2 separate regions of the Mus musculus genome follow, and region 1 is linked to region 2. The links are chromatin contacts, called in public Hi-C maps. All regions are on one chromosome and are shown on one strand. Each heading gives the region's core, a stretch centred on a gene start, on an enhancer-like site or on the middle of the called end of the contact. The rest is flanking DNA. Distances are from core to core; before and after follow the strand shown.

Region 1 (3,388 bases), core at 89-2,588, 560 kb before region 2:
GAATTCTTCCCAGAGCTACAGAATTCAGCACTTAAGTTCTCTGAAGTTGACTTTGATTTTACTAAACAACATAACATATGGGATTTATCTAGCCTGGGGGTATACATAGAGATGGAGTGATGGCTGTCATTAGTCTTGCTCAGAGTGCAGGTCAGGGGACTGGGTGCAGTCTGGAAGAAGTGGTATCAGCTCTAAGGACTCTCTGAGCTGTCTTGCAAAATGGGACAACTGGACAAGTTGCCAAGGTTTCAACACTCAAATTAAACAGACGATAGACAAGCTCTGGGTACTTGGAAGCCTAGGATATGCTCTTCGGTATTGGACACTTGTAGTGTCTGCCTGTTTTGTGTTAAAGCTGTAACTCTTTCCTGTGTAGGTACCACAGTGCCTGCACTGCTGAACAGCACCTCCAACCAGCTCTGCCTGCACTTCCAGTCGGACATCAGTGTTGCTGCCGCCGGCTTTCACCTGGAGTACAAAAGTAAGATCAACGTCTGCTTCAGTTGGAGTATAGGAACATCTTCTTTAAAGGAACAAACTGAGCTTGTATTAAACGATGAAATCAGGTTCCTCTAAAGCTCTATCTAAGACTTGCACAAAATTGAATTTGACTAAACATAGGCTCCACGAAGGGTATTTTCTATAAACAATAGACTGCTAGAGCAATCCAGAAGTTAGTATCTGGAATAATTAGACAAACTGTGCCTTTAGGCTCCTTGCATTAGGAAACAGGCCAGCCCGTGTGTAACATCACTGAAGTCTTGTGTGACAACAGATACTCACATTAGCATCCTGAAACAGGGGAGGTCATATCACTAAATAATACCATGGGGTTTTCCTTGTGGACTCTCAAAGATGTTCACCTAGCTGAGAGCTGGCATTTCTGAGCCTGTATTTGTTTTAATTGCTATTTATTTTAATTGCAAAGAAACATCACAGACGAGAGCTCAATCTTTATAAAAATGGGCGTGAGGCTGCATTAATAGTCTGATACGTGGGAAAACAACAGTCAAATTCACAACCCCCGCTGCAGTGTTGGGTAATCCGGGTAAACCTTGTAAAGTGAAGCGTGAATTTCCAAGAAAAGCGGGGTTTATTCGGGACGTGTTTTCAGGCTCTGAAATGGCTTGATGTTGGCATTATCTCCTCTAATAAGCAGTTGCAAGTGAGCAAATACGTGGGTTAGATTCAATAAGTGATTTTTAAAAATTGAGATAAACAGTTTGCTGGAGTGTAATGCATGTGTTTTCAAAAGGCCACATTCCAGCTGATGATAAATATTCATCAGCAGCTACCAACCACAGGCCCCGTTCACACTCTACTTAAGCCTTCCTACTTATTACAGGCATTTGCATGCAAGTGTGTTCCAGTTTATGTGAATAGGACTACTCTAGCGACAGTGTAAAACGATCCTGCAAATGTTATTTATGTAGAATACTTCTGGAAAATTCTGCTACTTTGACACATCCTATGAAGGTTCTGCAAATAGCAAATGAAACCTTCACTCAAAGCTGTGTTAACCAGTTCATTAATATTTTTGCCCTGTTGAAACTGATCATCATTCTTAGCTCTTGAGAAGTTCTTACAGTTTCTGGCTTTCCTTTCTCCTTTTGGGGAAGGAGATGTTGGTTACATAATTAGTCTGTGATTATTGGGGATAATTATCTACTTTGCACATGTACTATAGCACTATTAGCATAATTGTCTCCATCCCAGGATATTCTTAGTCACTATGAGTCTCTAAAAAAGAGACCAATTTCCTTCCATCTCCCATTGAAATGGAACCTCTTCAGGAACCCAAGGCCTTATGTGAGAACCCAAGACCACAATTAATTAGTGTGCTCGCTTTTTATTTTACCAAATACGATGCTCCATTTGGATTTGGACTATTCCGGGTTGTTGTCTTTGTGGCTGGCGCTGGTTTTCTAGCTCACATCACTTGTGTATTAAAAGCAATTCAGGCATCTGCTCTGAGTTTTCATGCCTGTTTGAAAACAGGTATTATAAAGTATTTGTAGAATTAGCCTTATCCCTCTAAACACTCTGGACTTAAGTTGCCAGGAATACTTTTTACTGAGACTCTGAGGCCAGGAGCCCCAACTGCCACTGCACAGATGTCCCCATTTTAACAGTACTCATTCCACACATAAGCCCAAGTCTCAGGTGAAGAGGACCAAGAAGCCTGTTGATACTGAAACCTGAACCAAGGGGTGTGTCGTATATCTGTATCCAAATAGAACTCCCCACCTCCATGAAGCCTAGGCCTCAATCCAAAGAAACATTGTATAATTAACCCAAACCACTGGCCTCTGAAGGCACAGCACATGCTGTTCCAAGAGTGCATGGTAACAGTCATGATGCAGAGCATCTGTGTGTATGTAAATGAGGAAACAGGGGCATAGAGCGTCTCTGAGCACTTGAGTTTCTAAGAGTGAAGATCCAGGGAGCCAGGAGGTACTTTTTCCCTGCTCTTCAGCAAATTAATGCATAGAGAGCTTCTGGTGGGAAGGGCAGGCCTCCTGTCTTGGTCTCTGAGCCAACAGAGACTTGGACCCAGCCTTGGGGATTTGCTTAGGTCAAATCACCCTGTTTTCTCAGGGTTTACCTCTCTAGGGCTCTGCAGCAGACAGCTTCTGTGCCTCCTGTTCCATTGGCAGGGCATGACCATTAGAATTGAGGCTACCCATGTACCTCAGTGCTGCAATGGGTTAAGGAAAGTTGTGTTGTTATATGTCAGTTCCTTCTTGTTAAAATAAACAGGGATGCTTTCTTTTTCAGATTCCTATAGTTCAAATGGATGGGGTTTTCTACACTGCTCTCAGTGTTTTAAAGTATTAGGTATTTTAAAATTGCTGATTTCTTTTTCTTTTAGCTATGTTTGGGAGTTTTAAGTGTTTAAATTGCTCAAGATCAAAAAAATTAAGTGAATGGTCCCAGGGAAGCATTAAAATTCTGCAAAGACCTTAACTCTTTTGAAGTAATAAGTGCTTTAGTATCTCTCTCTCTGTCTCATCTATCTATCTATCTATCTATCTATCTATCTATCTATCTATCTATCTATCTATACATACATATATATATACACACATGAATATATACATATATGTATATATAAATATATTTGTGTGTATAAATATATATACATGTATATGTGTATATATATGTATATATGTATGTGTATGTGTGTAAATTACAAATGTACGTCAATGATATTATATTAGTAATACTCTTAAGCTCCCAGACATCATTGGTGGACTGAGCTTGTGCAAGACCCTCCCTGTACACCAGTGCACTAGACAGTTCTCTGTGTTCTTTGTAATGAGTTCTACATCCCTCCTGAGAGGTGCTGTCAATAAATATATTATCAATGTGATAAACCAAACCATCC
Region 2 (3,638 bases), core at 565-3,064:
GCTCTCAATCTTTTCTCAGTAGAGGAAAGGCCAGGGGGGATTTAGAGCTGCACCATGTTCTATTTAGGTAGGAGACTGAGAGAACACGCTTTGATTGCCAGGGTTTAGGCAATCAGTACTCTGACTTTGGACAAATTAAATTTCAGATGCCTGTTAGACAGCGAAATGGAGCCGACCCAGTAAGCATCCCTAATGCAGATAGGCAGGCTAAAAAAGAACAGAATCTTCTCTGGTCTTGATATTTCCTTGAGACAAGAACAGGGAAAATGTGTTAGGGGGTCCTGTGAGGAACAGAGTATGGAATGAGGGTACAAAGGTCCTGTATTGCAACTGTGAGGGAAGGAGGAGCACCTCCTTCCTTGGAAGAGCCAGCACCATCACTGGGGATGGAAGAACCAGCCCACAGGAGAAACCAAGTGACAAGGCTCTAGGAGGCAAAGGAGGTATGAGGAGGGAGACAGCTACAACTGGATGTCAGCCAACTGACGAAATAATGTTCCAAGGAACACTAGCCAGCCATATATGGAAATCAAACTGTGCCTTCAATCCTCTGAAGAACCAGTCAGAGCAGCCTGGACTTGGCCAACACAGACAACTATCCATTTCATTGCCTTGGCTCACAACTCAGGGACGCTCGAAAGAAACACTCTCTGGCTAGCACTCTGGCGCCCTTCCTGAAAGGCTATGGTCAGAGCATGTTTTCGTGTCCTTGTTTTTCTGGGAAATATCCTATCTCTTCTATCTGCCTGTGAGTCTATCAAATGAGACTAAAGAAAACATAGCCACTCTGCTTTAGATTATGGGTTTTTGGTTTCGTTATTTTTTTGGGGGGGGGGGAGGGTGGTTGTTGTTGCTTTTTGTTTTTGATGTTTTGAAATAGCATTTCTCTGTGTGACCCTGGCCATCGTGAAACGCTCTGTGTAGACCAGGCTTGGCCTCTATCTCAGATATCCACCCCCTTTCTGCCTCCTAAGTATTGAGATCAAGAGCATCATCATGACTGCTTGGTGCCCAGCCACTCTGAGACAATAGCTTGTTGGTTATGAGTGAGTGGACATGTCATCTTGTAAACTTCCTGAGGGTTCCACAGGACAGAGCCAACAGACACTTATGACTCTTCTGTGGACCATTCTCACTTCATTTCTGATGATGAAGTTAGCTTTGTCTGGAATTCTACGTGTAGAAGAACAGAGAGGACTCTGAGGGAGAGGCTCCATGATGTTGGCTTCCTCCCTATGTGTCCTCAACCTTCTCCAATTGGCCTTTTGTTTCCATTGTTCCTGAGTGTCACCGGACAGAAGCCACTTTGCAGTGACCTTCCCCAGGAAACATTTTATTCCTTTTTGTTCCTATTGCCTTCCTCTCTGCAGAATCCTGAGAACAGGCCATTCATCAAAGACAGACGAGTTTCTTACAATGCCCAGGAAGTTAGGGCACCAAGGGACACCTTGTGAGGGGAGATCTGTGATCCACCATCACCTGCTAGGATGGACGTGGGGGGAGACTAGAGAGGGAGGAGTGAAAGACAGGGGGAGAGCGAAAAGGAGGGAGAAGGAAGAGAGAGAAGGGGAGAAGAGACAGGGAGAGAGGAGACAGGAAGGGAGGGTGACTGGGGAGAGTTTTCCTATGAAACCCCCTTCCAGGAGGCATAGTCAGCCCTCTTGGAGCACTACTCTTAGTCCCCATCCCTTCTCGAAGGTGCCACCTCTTAACAATGCGGCAGCAGAGAATGAAAGTCTTTAAAGTCCGGGAACGTCACAGCAGCCTTGGAGGCAGCTTCGTGTGCTGTGTGTGACTGACACAGCTGTGCGATCCAAGTACTCGACTAAGCAATGACACATTTCCAAGCCACGCCTGACACCCACAACCTTCCGAGCGGAACTAGGCAAGGTGGGAGTTATGAGCACTTTGGGAGAAAATCTTCACAGTAGGGAAACCCACTAGAAAACTGCCTTTGCACCTCAATACAGCACAAAAATAGATGTACCGAAAGAAATTCCTGGTTACTATAGCAACAAGAGATTTTTCCCCACTATTTATAGACCCTGCATATTAGAGATGAGTACACATGCTATATTTCTATTTATATATATTTAAATTAAAACATTTGCCAAACAAAACTTCTGTCTTCCCCACTTCCATCATGCATGAGAAAATGAAGTGACTTTTAAAAGTCAGGATTAAATGAGCCTCTAAATCATCACCAAGGAGACCTAAGGATGGAAGTATATTTCAGACACTTGATTTTTACTGCAAATCTAACCTTAACCAGTGCTGACCATTGGCTTGACTGCATCTTGTTCTAATTGTACAAACATTAGGGGGAATGTCAGTTTTCTACCCTGCATTGCCCCATACCACCAGCTCTCCCATATCAAATTACTGTCGCTAAGGGTCACGAGTTCCCATTTCCATATGCCTAATAAGAACAAGTTTCTGATAATGCCAACTACAATTTGGAGGCAAGCAGAAGTTCCAGAACATTCAGTGATGGGATTCCTAGTGGAAGGTGAACTTGAGGCCAAAAGCTCTGAGTTTCAGCCCAGACGTTGATTCTGAGAGCCAAGTTCACATGGGCTCATTTCCTCAGATGCAAAGTTAGATTAATAACTATCTAGATCTTACACTGCTATAAAGTAGATTAAATGAGAATCTATGCAAATGTCTGCATTTGGTGTATCGCAGTGTAGTGCTACAAGAAATAATGATTAACAATCATATTATTCAAGTGCTAAAAGATCACTGGGCCTCTCCAGAAAGAATAGTACTTTAATAATAATCATCAATTTCCAACACACACCCCTACATTGCTAATTTTACCACAAGTTGGAGATGTAACGTGGGTAAAAACTTTAAGATGAGCAAATGCTAAAGAGAGTTAAACTTCCCTGGAGCTGAGAACATGCAAATCCAAGATGTTACACCAGGGACTGTAATAGACCAAGGGGAAGAAACCTGAGTAGTGTTAATAGGCCTCACATGGTGCTGGGTGAGACAAGAAAAGAGAAGGGTCATGTCAACCCAAAGCCAGGCATCTGTGTCTCTCACCATGAGCCACGTTCACTTACCTTTTATTCTTTCAAACACAAAAGTGAACACTATATCTGTCCTCTGACAGGGACAGAAAGACCCCAACAGGGAAACAATGCATGCGCATCCCAAGACATCTGATGATGCCTGAATCAAGAAGGAAGACTCACGGGGAGACATTATATTTGGTGCTGACCAGCAGGGGAAGGAAGTGGCATTTGAACTGAATATTAAGAGTCGGTGGGCCAGGCATGGTGGTGCACGCCTTTAATCCCACCACTCGGGAGGCAGAGACAGGTGAATTTCTGAGTTCGAGGCCAGCCTCGTCTACAAAGAGTCTGTGGAGCTTCTAGCGTCAAAGCAAAGATGCCCTCTTCAGGGTCACTGTCCTGAGCCAGGGATGTAGCAGTCACAGTTGTTAGGATTCAATAGCCCTGCAAAACAACCCTTTAAAGTTTTGCATAATGTATAGATAGCCCTGATTCACACACTTATCCATGAACCGTTCTGTTGTTCATGGTAGCTTTTCTTTTCTTTTCTTTTTTCTTTTCTTTTCTTTTCTTTTCTTTTCCTTTCTTTTCTAGATAAAAATCTCAACTCTGTGGTGT

What was found. Hi-C and Micro-C count contacts between places; a contact is called where the count stands out from the background.
Region 1: a contact with region 2 is called in a Hi-C map of cortical neurons, with 3 times the contacts expected there. The contact joins two enhancer-like sites. A contact is called at or near these places in 3 of 484 Hi-C or Micro-C datasets (cerebral cortex and cortical neurons).

The regions. Positions count from the first base shown.
Region 1 is chr8:16,055,756-16,059,143 of GRCm38.p6, reverse strand. It overlaps Csmd1 (CUB and Sushi multiple domains 1), which reads left to right. Exons shown (of 70, transcript NM_053171.2): 37 at 377-481. Among named protein-coding and RNA genes, the nearest start is that of Mir3106, 110 kb to the left of the region's middle. Within about 2 kb of position 1,338, at least 20 of the 459 cell types and tissues checked have an H3K27ac peak or open chromatin away from gene starts, as enhancers often do. A contact at or near this core is called in cortical neurons, where this site is marked.
Region 2 is chr8:15,494,682-15,498,319 of GRCm38.p6, reverse strand. No RefSeq gene overlaps it. Among named protein-coding and RNA genes, the nearest start is that of Gm46033, 34 kb to the left of the region's middle. Within about 2 kb of position 1,814, at least 34 of the 459 cell types and tissues checked have an H3K27ac peak or open chromatin away from gene starts, as enhancers often do. A contact at or near this core is called in cortical neurons, where this site is marked.